Regions from separate parts of the Mus musculus genome. Here all the other regions are linked to region 1. Evidence: chromatin contacts called from public promoter capture Hi-C data. All regions are on one chromosome and are shown on one strand. Each heading gives the region's core, a stretch centred on a gene start, on an enhancer-like site or on the middle of the called end of the contact. The rest is flanking DNA. Distances are from core to core; before and after follow the strand shown. Region 1 holds the start of 4921524J17Rik (RIKEN cDNA 4921524J17 gene). Region 2 holds the start of Trmt1 (tRNA methyltransferase 1). Region 3 holds the start of Dnase2a (deoxyribonuclease II alpha).

Region 1 (3,854 bases), core at 590-3,089:
CCTGGGAAACGGCTAGGCAGGAAATCTCAGTCCCAACCCAGGGGGCCTTACAGGATGCAAGCAGAGAGCAGACTGCCCCAGGCTCTTCTCTGCCTCCCAGGCTCCCAGGCACAAACCAAAAAGAAAAAAAAAAAGGGGGGGGGATATTATATTGTATAGCAAAGTAAATGTCATCTCTCCAAATAAAACTCTGGTTTGTTTTACAGCCTCAAGTCTAAAAGCTAACGTCTTCTGCTCTTCCTTTAACCAGGGTTTTTTTGTTTGTTTGTTTGTTTGTCTTTTGCCTTTTTCAATTTTCAGGGGTTTTTTGTTTTTCTTTTTAACTCATCAATGTGTGTGATTGTGTAGGTGTGAGCATCGCAGCACGGGTGTGGAGGTCAGAGGTTAACCGTACAGCCGTTCTCTCCTTCCACCTTTACAGGGATCTACCTCAGGTAGTCAGGCTTGAGCAGAAAGCACCTTTACCACCTAAAGCCATCTCACTGGCCAATAACCAGGAAATTAAAAACAGATATTTTCCCCAAAAGATTATTTTATGCCAAGTAAAACAAGGGACTTGTGCCCTACAGAAACAGAATGCATAATTCATACTGTAAAAGCCTTAACTGAAAATTATTTAAACATCAAAGTAATCTGCCAACAGACTGATCACAAAGTGCAAGTTTGCTACAATTTAGTTGGGTGGAAAGAATGAACGTAACTCTACATTTTGGAAAACATGACTGTTTTGATATTGCAGACTGGTATGCTCTATCGACTAAACTTGCACAACTTTCCATCATCAGCATTTTTAAACATTGCCTATAAATCATACTGAATAAAACATGTAACTTTTTTGTTTAAAGATTTTAATAAACCTACAAGGACACGCCCTAAATAATATACTTAAATCAGATTTTAAGTCTCCACCCATTTCCAATTACTCCAGAGAGAAGGAGGGGGGAGGGGAAGAGAGAGAGGTAGTCATTTTAGGAAGATTCAGGAAAAAGAAGTACAGCCAGATCTGCATGCCGGCATGAAGGCCTAAGGATGATTTTAATGGAATGAGTTTTTGTTCATCACACTATAATTAGGCGTACTTAAATGTAGGAAAAGAAAAATGATTTTTTTAAAAATTACGACTATTACTCCATGAGTTCAGTCTAAATATGAATGATTTCAAATTCACGAATCCGCATATTTAAAAAAAAAATCTGTAAGCAGACATGTCAAATTTACAACAGTAAATAGCACGAATGGGACGGGGCACACGCAGAGAGGAAGAGCCTCAACGCCGACTTTATTCGAACCGTGTTCCGTTAACAACGTAGTGGAAGGACTAGAAACCACACATCAAACTGGTTGGTTTTTTTGCGGCGTTCCGGAAGTCCACAAATTTGCAAAAAAGTTAGCACCATTACTGTCCTTTTGTCTGCTTTATGCTGCCACCCAGGTGGCGGGGAGCGACAGCTGAGAAGCAGCACCGCACTCTCCCCAACCGCGAACAAAGCCATGCGGGGCGGCAGGGGTCCGCGGGCCGGCCCGGGACCAGAAGGGGCAGCGCCGGGTCCCCGCTCCCAGGCCCCCGCCGCCCGCGGGCCGCCGCGCACCGCCAACCGCCGCCGAGCAACGGCCACCCGCCCTGCCCGCCCCGCCCGCTCGCGCCGGCCCAGCCCACCTGTTGGTCGCACTCGGGGCACGATTTGGTGGCCATCTTCACTTTCTTGGCTCGAGTTGCAGACATGCTCCCCTCCTGAGCAGCGGTGGAAGCAGCGCCGTGCCTCCGCTGCTCCACACAGCGCGTCCTCACTCCAGCCGCGACCCAGCCGTGGAGGCGCGCGTGCGCGTGCGCGGGGCTGCGTGCGGGTTGGAGGAGGGGGGCGCCGCGGCCCTTCCAGGGAAGTCCCATCGCCACGCCCTCTAAGGCGGTGGACCGCTCGGGGGCGTGGCTCCGACGAGACTCCACCAACCAACGCACAGGTGGGCCGAGCCCTGGTGCTGGGCACGCCCCCTCGTCGGCCCCAGAACCAGAGCCTGAAATGGTTACTGGCAACGGAAAACCTCTCTGCAAATGTCAGCAATGCTAATCCGAGAGAAATTATAATAGACACTCGATGAAACCCCTAGGCTTCCAGCGTCAGGGGTATAAACTTCACTATTCATTAAATAATTGCCTACGATCCACTATTAAGCACACCGAATAAGAAATGTCTGCCTTCAAGGAACAGTCTACAAGGCTTTGTTTTTGGAGGGGGTGGAGAGGTTGGTCTGGTTTCATCTTGTGTATCACTGATACTGAGTAGTTTAAAATTAAAAGCAAATTATTTGAAAAGTGAAACAAAATGCTGTGCACTCCTATCATCCCAGCTTTCACTGCTCTTGTTCAGATCTACAGTGAGAGAGCAGAGAGATATTTTTAAACTGTAGTTTGATGAAGAAAGGAGCATGAGCTGGGTATAAAGTTGCAGAAAAGGGAGGGGTAACACACAGAGCATCTGCCATTGTTAAAGAGACTCCTCATACTCTGTACTATAGGAAAGGTATCTCAGGACAAAGACACTACCTGTCCAAAAAAAAAAAATCTAAACGTGTGAAAATGTAAAGTCAGTTAAAAGAAGTGTGTGTGTGAATAGAGTCCTTAACACAAGGGTTCCCCAATCCCAAATAACCCCCTAAGGAAGTCTCCAGGATCAGCCTTGAAGGGACACAAAACTTCTGCCACTTTGGATCAAAGGGAGCAGATGACATCTGGAGCTGACAGCATTATCTTGGGCTACTGGTCTTGCAAGTAAGAGAAATGTAATGTTCACTGCCTGGACACACACACGACCTTTACTCTCTCAAGAGGGCACACTAAGCCCGGTGTGGTGTCTGCACGCTTTTAATCCCAGCACTCAGGAGGCAGAGGCAGTCGGATTTCTGAGTTCGAGGCCAGCATGGTCTACAAAGTGAGTTCCAGGACAGCCAGAGCTATACAGAGAAACCCTATCTAAAAAAAAAGAAAAAAAGAAAGAAAAGAGGGCACACTAGGGAGATGGATCACAGGAAGAAAGAAAGTGGGCTTAGAGTTAGTGATTTTTCTGTATCAGCTGGGGTCAGAACTCACAGTCCTGTTTGATTGCCAAGTTGGAAAAGAATTGACACACGAATGTGGGTGGAGGGCAGGGAATTACTGTTCCATGCCACTAAATTCCTGGAACAAGACAGAGGCCTTTTGTGTAAACAAAGTCTCTCAAAGTCTCTCTCTCTCTCTCTCTCTCTCTGCATATGTGTGTAACATTTGTGCAAAAGTTTTATGTATTCTGGCAGATTAAAAAAATGAATTTCTTGTCAAGATTCATGGCATTCCATTAAAATTTGATTATTTAAAAAGAGAGAGGTGTAAGTATGAGGGGCCACCAAGCCTTGTACTACAAGCTGCAGAGACCAGGCATGCATGGCAGGATCAGATTTCCTGCAAGGCGGCACCAAAAGACTATTTTCAAAAGCTGTCAAGGTGAATCCTTAGTTTCAACAGAGACCCCAAAATATTAGAGATGCCACAAGCATGGTACATGCATGAGGAAAAGCTCTGGGCTTGGAGAACTGGACCAGAAGCAGCATCACATGAGCTGTAGTTGGGATAGGGGAAGACTGGGCCTGTCCAAGGATCTCAGATGAGTCCATCCCAAACCAAGAGGCTGAAGGTGAAGCTGAAGGGCATAGTGATTGATCTGAAGGTTTTAGTCTTCACTTGATCGTATCTTTCTTTACTGTGCTTCATTCATGAGAATATTTACTCTCTATTGCGGGGCTCTGGGTGTAGGGGAAGAGGGGAGTAGGAGAGAGTGCCCGCGACCCGCCAGAGTTCCTGTGCTCTGGGCGGCAGATGCGGG
Region 2 (3,854 bases), core at 920-3,419, 740 kb before region 1:
CATCTCTAGTCTCTGACCTCGTGCGACCCCCTGCAAATATCTTAGGGCTCTCTCCAATCCGCCCCCACTCGAGCAAGCTCCGCCCACCCCCCCCCAAGTCTAACTTCCCGGGCTTTTCCTCACCTCCCCCCAAGGCCTGTAACCTGACCCGCCCACCCCCTTCCCCAGCGCCCTCTACCTGCAAGCTCCGGCCCTCCCGCACCCCTCCAGGCCTTTTCCCTCGGGCGGCGCAGCCCTCCGCCCTCCCACCCCCCGCCAGCCCGAGGCCTCCCCTCCCCCCTCCAGCCTCGCCTGCCGGCTCCACGCGATTACCCCCTCCGGCCCTGAGACTTCAAGGATCCCGCGACCCGCGCCTCCCCCGAGCGGCCTTCAAGCCCTGCGGGCCGGGCCCGCGGGCTGGACGCTGTAGGCCGCCAGCTGAGATTCGGCCATCTCACTCTTGCCCTCCCGCCGCTGTCAGCGCCGCGGGCTCGGCTTCTGGTTCGCAGCAGGGCGCCCGGAGGCCTCGCCTCTCGGCCCTCCGCCGGAACCTCTGATGTCCTCGGGCCGCCCCGGGCGGGAGGAGGCCGGAATTGGGCCTGGGGCGGGCCATCTCACCTGCGCTGTGGCCGCGCTCCGGGGCCTCCCGGCGGGCTCCGCAGCGGCAGCTGGGGCCGGGCCTGGGCCCGGGGCGCGCCTCCCTGCGCCTCGGCCTCGGCCTCCGCCTCTGCGGCCTCCGCGGCCTCCGCCTCAGCAGCAGTGGTAGCCGCGGCGGCCATTCATTGTGGGCCAGGCCGCCCCAGCCGAGCGCCGAGGAAGCGCACGGCGCTGCCGGCAGGGAGGAAAACTGCCTCGGCCCCGCCCCTTAGGCAAGCTTAGCCGCGCTTCGAGCGCTTCGGTTCTCACCAGCTCCTCTTTCCTCCCGGGTCTCGGTTCTGTAGACGGGCTAAGTTGAGTGACTGCGGGACAGGTTGCTCTGTATCTTGGAGCTTCAGTTTCTTGTAAAATGAGAACAACTGTTGTTCCAGGAACAGTTTAGGCTCTTTGTGGAAATGAGGTTTCATGGAGCTGAGCTGAGTAAACTATCAAGATCACAGGAAAGTGAATACGAAGATTTAAACTTAGGTTCAAGAGGTTAATAAAGTGAAAACTCAGGATGCTTATGCGATGTGAAGTTCTGTTAGCATTTTGCACTAACTCAGATAATTATACGTCTTATAACTAATGTTAGAGAGGCCTGACTACTTTTTGGATGGGTAGCAGAGTCAAGAACAGAAGAGTGCGGACTGGATTAAGAGTGTCTACTGGCCGGGCAATGGTGGCACACACCTTTAATCCCAGCACTTGGAAGGCAGAGGCAGGATTTCTGAGTTCGAGGCCAGCCTGGTCTACAGAGTGAGTTCCAGGACAGCCAGGGCTACACAGAGAAACCCTGTCTCAAAAAAATTAAGAGTGTGTACTGCTCTTGTTGAATAGAGTTCAGTTCCCAGCAGTCATGTCAGATGGCTACAGTTCTAGAAACTATCACCTTTTTGCTCTTTGAGGACTTACACACAACTGCACACATACACAAAAATAACAAAAAAATAAAATTTTGAAACAAAATAAGTACCGTTGGGCCTGGTAGAAATGCCTGAAATCTCACCATATGAGAGACTGAGGCAGGAAACTCTAATCTGCCCTGGGCTATATAACTCCAGGACAACCTGGATTAAGAGTGCCCTCTACCCCCAATTAACAGATAACATATAGCAAGGCAAGCTAAGATAACTCTCACATCCCGGATCTCCATATTTTCCTGATGCATACATTAGGCCAACACTCAGTCTGAGTGGCTCCTTTGCACACTTCCCAGGCATTCGGTTATTTAATCTTTGCCCTTGACAGCTAAGATTCCTATTTAACAGGTAAGGGAAATAGGAGCCTTACATTTTAATTAACTTGCCCAGAGTACGTGGTGGGACTGAGATTCAAAGACAGTGAATACTATTCTAGAGCCTGAGTTAACCTACAAGGTGCACACAGAAGACATCTAAAGGTGCAGAGTGCCTCCGCTTTTTGCCCTGAATTAAACTAGTGAAACTCCCTTGTAGAAGAGTTGTATTATTAAGAATCACTGGTGTAGTGTAGCCTGCGCACTTCCTTCCCTAGAAGAGTCTTGACCCTGGTCGCCCACTGTAGGTAATGTCTCTAATTGGTCAGTTATTGTCATGTGATTGGCCCGCCCTCTTTGCCAACATGGCGGCTCCCAGGCCCTAATGCGAGAAGCATGCACCGTGACTCGTTGGATCCTGTGAGCGGAAGGGAGACGCTTGTCCGGGTGGGTGGGTGGGTGGGTGGGTGTGTGGGTGTGGTGGGAAACCTGAGCCGAAGAGAGAAGTTTGTCCGGGTGTGTGTGTTGGGAAATCTGAGCCGCGGGCCTTAGCCTCTGTTGGGTCCAGTGCCCTCGAGAACGCAGGATGTTATGGAGGCCACCGGATTTTAGTTTCTACTTTATAGATATAGAGGCCACCCCCGCCCCAGAATGCAGCTCTCTGACCTCCCTATGCCTTTTCCCTTCTCTCGAAAACGGCAGGCGGGTTGAGGCGCCCGCGGATGTCCCTCGCGAGGACGATCCTGTGGCTAAGCCGTCCTCTCCGTCCGGCCCACAGCCTCTGTAGAGCTCAGTTCATGGAACGGAAGGCCCAGAAGCCTCCCTCTCCACCAGCGATGGAGAACGGCACCCGGTCCTGGGAAGAGCGCCCACCCGCGGACCCGGTTGCGACTGTCACTGAGGGCGCCGCCAAAATCGTCTTTCCCAGTGCTAACGAGGTTTTCTATAACCCGGTGCAGGAATTCAACCGGGACCTGACGTGAGCAAGGGTCGCGGGTTAGCTTGGCCAAGGGGAGTTGGTCAGTTAGGTAGAGGTTGTACGAGAATATCAGTCCGGGACGCGGCACTCAAAGGAAGAGAAAAGTTGGTAGAGAGGCGTCAGCATTAGTCGAAGGCCAACATCTTGAAAGATGAAGGCACATACCGGATTTTTATATTAAGTGCCAGGACTATACATTCCTTTTAGGGTCCTCCTGTGTTCAAGGTGTGTGGCTCCCCTTTTCCCTTTACAATGTGGTCGTGGACTTTGACTTCCGAGAGTTAATTCCTGTAGTTGTATTCACACAGACCTGTTACTTTTCTGCAAGTCAAATTTCACGTCAGTTTACATACATTGAATTGAAGAGGGGGGGGACTTTGCAAAAGTCACCTTACGGTTTTCTGGGTTTAACTAAAGATAGAGCAGTTAGCATTTTTAGCCTTTGAGATGGGATTTCTCTACTAGAATTTGGGGCAGTAAGGAAGGGACTTTATGGATTAGGGAGGGACAACAACCTTTTCAACTGTCAAAGGGAGGACTGAGGACCTGGGCCACAGCTAAGGAGCTGGCATACAATGTGACCACCTCCCTACCATCCCCTCCTCCAGGTGTGCTGTGATCACAGAGTTTGCTCGAATTCATCTTGGGGCCAAGGGAATCCAGAGTGAGTGGAGGTTCAGGCCTGGGGGGAAGAGTATCACTCACAAAGTTCACTTCCCACTTCATCCACACCTCATTTAGGTTCCTGAAAGCTCTAGGCTCTCTGCTCTTTCTGCCTTTCTCCTGGGGGTTCAGGGAAACACCTTCTTGCATGAATCATCAGGATTTTGACCATTTGAAAGTTACGGTGAAATTTCTTAAAAGGATCATTGATAGTCTGGTTTTTGCCTGAGTGACTGCAGTCAAGGTTCCAGGAGAGAAGGACTCAGAGAAAATAGCTGTGGACTTGTCTGATCAAGAAGAGGAAACAGCTGGAAAGAATGAAAATCTGGCCCCAGGGGACTGGCCACGGACTGCTGCAGT
Region 3 (3,854 bases), core at 954-3,453, 520 kb before region 1:
AAAAGAAAAAAAAAAGTAGAAAAAAGTTGAGTGGTGGTGTACACCTTTAATTCCAGCATTCAGGAGGCAGAGGCAGGCTGATCTCTGAGTCTGAGGCTACCCTGGTCTACGGAATAGTTTCAGGACTTCCAGGTGCCAGGTCTACACAGAGAGACCTTGTTTTCAACAACCACAACAACCACAACAACTATGAAAGGTGGTACAGGCCTTTAGTCCCAGCATTCCGGAGGCAGGTGAATTTCTTCAGCTGGGTTCAGCCTGGTTTATGTAGCATTCAAAACCAGCCAGGGCTATGGTGGTTCAGGCCAGTAATTCCAAACTTTAGGAGGTAGGAACAGGAGGATCAGGTGTCAAGGCCCCAGCCACATAGTCAAATCTGTGGTAGAGTGATCAGCAAATGCAATAGTCCTGACTTTTCACAATCTAAGTGATTCCTCAGTCAGCATCATGAGCAGAGCTAGAAAACTTGCAGACCGGACAGGGAGAGGGTGCAGAAAACAATGTGATTAAGTTAGCAAGGGTGACCCAGCTGGGGTGGCCCATTCACTGGGAATCCCAGCACGTGTGATGCTGGGACTGGAGAATGGTAAGTTATAGGTTAGCCCGGGCCACAGAGTGAGAGCTTGCTAAAAAAAACAAAAGCAGGAGGGAAGGTGTGGTGGTGGCTGGAGAGATGGTTCAGTGGTTATAAGCACCTTTTGCAGAGGCCCTGACTTCAGGTCCCAGCACCCGCATAGTGCTTACCTATTAACACTGTGGCTTACCCTTGAACTCCTGATCTTCCTGTCTTTACCGTCCAAGTGTTCAAATCACAGGGGTGCTCATGCACGTCGTACGTACGTGTAAATGCACGAGCACATGGCATTCAGGTCCCAGCACCTGTAACTCCAACTCCTGGGATCTAACACTTATGGGTGTCTGCACAGCCTACATCTGATACATGCAAACTGGCATAGGCACACACACACAGATACACATTTAAAAAAAGGTAAAAGCTGGAGACTGGCTCATATTTATAATCCCAGCATCCTTCAGGAAGCTGAGCAAAAGTTGAGAGTTCCAGGCTAACCTGAGCTACAATGAGATCCTGTCTTAAAAAAAAGAGAAGGGCCGATAAGATGACTCAGCCTTTAAGGGTGCTTGCTCTCAAGCTCGCTGCCCTGAGTTTGACCTCCAAATCCCATCTGGTGAAAGGAGAAGCTCCCACACACTGTCCTGTCCTCCACTTGCATGCTGTGCCATGTGCTCGTGCATTTACACGTACGTACGACGTGCATGAGCACCCCTGTGATTTGAACACTTGGACGGTAAAGACAGGAAGATCAGGAGTTCAAGGGTAAGCCACAGTGTTAAGAGGTCAGAGAAGGGGGGGGAGGGGACCAGGAAAAATTGTTGCATTGTTGCAAGCTTTAAAATTGCTGCATTCTTTAAAATTGCTGCATGCGGGCTGGTGAGATGGCTCAGTGGGTAAGAGCACCCGACTGCTCTTCCGAAGGTCTGAAGTTCAAATCCCAGCAACCACATGGTGGCTCACAACCACCCGTAATGAGATCTGATGCCCTCTTCTGGTGTATCTGAAGACAACTACAGTGTACTTACATATAATAAATAAATAAATCTTTAAAAACAAATTGCTGCATGCTTTTAAAAAGCCTTCCAGAAGCAGAGGCCGGGGCAGGCAGATATCAGGGAGTTCCAGGCCAGCCAGGGGCACATAATGAGATCCTGTCTAAAAAAACAGAACGGGGGAAAGGAAAGAATTGGACCGGTCCAGGCACACAAGTGATGCACAAACATACATGTAGGCAAGACCATCCAAAAAGTTAAAAGAGTTGTAGAGCAGTAATGGAAAAGAAATAGAAAGACAGATTTGTTCCTAATTCAGAACCTGAATAAAAAACAAAACAAAAAAGCCCCAGAACTTGGAGCGCCTTAGAAGTCACGTGACAGCCAATGCCCAAGGGAGAGGCGTGTCCACGGATGAAGCCTATCCGGAGCTGAGTCGGCCAGAAGCGGGAGGACGGGGCGGGGAGGACATTGGAGGAGGCGGGGTCCGCTTGTGGGACAACTTCATAGGAAGCCCCGCCTCCGTATTGGGCCTGGCGGGCTTCGTCTCCACCCTCGCGAAGCCGGGACACAGATCTCTTCGGTTTTTAGGGGAAGTTCATCTGAATCTCGTGACCCGGCTGTCCCCGGGTCTTTTAGAGTCCATTGCTGTCGCCTCATGGCAACACTGAGATCGCTGCTGCTGGCTGCGCTGCTGTGGGTCCCTGCCGAAGCCCTGAGCTGCTATGGGGACTCCGGGCAGCCTGTGGATTGGTGAGTAAGTAGTCGCGGGACTGTCCCCCGCACACTGCCTGGGGACCGGCGCGGGAATCCAAAAAACCTCAGATTCCTTCTCTCCCCCAACCTCATGTCTTCACGGACCTCCAGGTTCGTGGTATACAAGCTGCCGGCTCACAGCGGGTCTAGGGATACTCCAAAGGGACTGACGTATAAATACATGGACCAGAACTCCGACGGTTGGCAAGACGGTGTAGGGTACATCAACAGCTCGGAGGGAGCCGTGGGCCGCAGCTTGCAGCCATTGTACCGAAAGAACTCCAGCCAGGTGACTTGAGTGCCGTCGGAACCCGGGCCGGGACACTGTGGTGGGTCTCGCGGGGAAGGGAGGGTAGTTACATAGCCTCTGTGCATTCTCCTAGCTGGCCTTTCTACTCTACAACGACCAACCTCCTAAATCCAGCTCAGCTCGGGACTCTACCGGCCATGGGCATACGAAGGGTGAGAGGCTTGGACTGGTGGTCGTGGAGCCTCCCTGAATTGTAAATTTTACCCTTACTAACCTTTGGCCTGATGAAGGGTGGGGATTTGCCCTGTCACTGGCCTCCGTTTCCCGCTCTAAGACCCCAGCCATCTGAGGCCCCGTACCTGCTTGCAGGTGAGCTAGCTTGACCTCTTCCTTCTGGTTCAGGTGTCCTGCTCCTGGACCAAGAAGGGGGCTTCTGGCTGGTCCACAGTGTGCCTCGCTTCCCACCCCCTGCGTCCTCTGGTGCATACACCTGGCCTCCTAATGCTCAAACCTTCGGCCAGACCCTACTCTGTGTGTCCCTCCCGTTCACTCAGTTTGCAAGGATTGGTGAGTTGAATCACTGAGAAGCCAAGCCTCAAACTCCTCTGAGGAACCAGTCTCACACGGCTCCCTCGCCTTGTCTTCTAGGCAAGCAGCTAACCTACACCTATCCCCTTGTCTATGACCACAAGCTGGAAGGCTTCTTCGCTCAGAAATTACCTGACCTAGAGACGGTGATCAAGAACCAACATGTCCTCCATGAGCCCTGGAATAGCAGTGTAATACTCACTTCCCAAGCTGGGGCCACCTTCCAGAGCTTTGCCAAATTTGGAAAATTTGGAGATGGTAAGCCTTGATGTTGAGGGGTGGGGGGAGGGCACTTTCGTTGTAGAAGGGGGTCCCTAGTATCCCTAGGCCTGCGGGCAACACATTTAGAGCCCAGATGTCTTTGGGAGTCATATTACAATAATAACTATGAGCAGTAAACAGCCAGCAGACGGGTTGGGCGGGTGATACATATCTGTGACCTCAGCACTGTGGGGGCGGAGATGGAAGCTTGAAGTCAGCCAAGACCTAGGTTCAAATGTTGGTTTCTGGATGTGTAATATACAATACAACCTGAGCCTGTTTGCTCACCTGAAAAATTAGGATATTAAGGGTTCCCTTAGTGGGTTGTGAAATAACACATAATTGTTTGGTAAGGATTCCCTTTAGGGGTGTGGGGAGGCAGGCCCTCACTGTGTATCCCTGGCTGGTCTGGAACTCTCAGAGAGCCATCTGC

The links. Promoter capture Hi-C pulls out the DNA fragments that hold promoters and counts their contacts.
Region 2: a contact with region 1 is called in a promoter capture Hi-C map of pre-B cells, with 6 times the contacts expected there. The contact joins the promoter of Trmt1 here to the promoter of 4921524J17Rik in region 1. A contact is called at or near these places in 2 of 39 promoter capture datasets (cranial neural crest and pre-B cells).
Region 3: a promoter capture Hi-C map of pre-B cells shows a contact between it and region 1, with 4 times the contacts expected there. The contact joins the promoter of Dnase2a here to the promoter of 4921524J17Rik in region 1. A contact is called at or near these places in 5 of 39 promoter capture datasets (cranial neural crest, liver, macrophages and 2 more) and 1 of 115 datasets of contacts at active chromatin or transcription factors (pancreatic cancer cells).

Annotation. Positions count from the first base shown.
Region 1 is chr8:85,431,002-85,434,855 of GRCm38.p6, forward strand. It overlaps 4921524J17Rik (RIKEN cDNA 4921524J17 gene), which reads right to left and starts at 1,840. Exons shown (of 4, transcript NM_025722.3): 1 at 1,658-1,840. The coding sequence starts at 1,723.
Region 2 is chr8:84,687,078-84,690,931 of GRCm38.p6, forward strand. Trmt1 (tRNA methyltransferase 1) reads left to right here and starts at 2,170. Exons shown (of 17, transcript NM_001164559.1): 1 at 2,170-2,272; 2 at 2,555-2,831; 3 at 3,440-3,495; 4 at 3,734-3,854. The coding sequence starts at 2,575. It overlaps Nacc1 (nucleus accumbens associated 1, BEN and BTB (POZ) domain containing), which reads right to left and starts at 785. Exons shown (of 6, transcript NM_025788.3): 1 at 598-785.
Region 3 is chr8:84,906,552-84,910,405 of GRCm38.p6, forward strand. It overlaps Dnase2a (deoxyribonuclease II alpha), which reads left to right and starts at 2,204. Exons shown (of 6, transcript NM_010062.4): 1 at 2,204-2,319; 2 at 2,434-2,611; 3 at 2,706-2,784; 4 at 2,975-3,139; 5 at 3,221-3,418. The coding sequence starts at 2,225.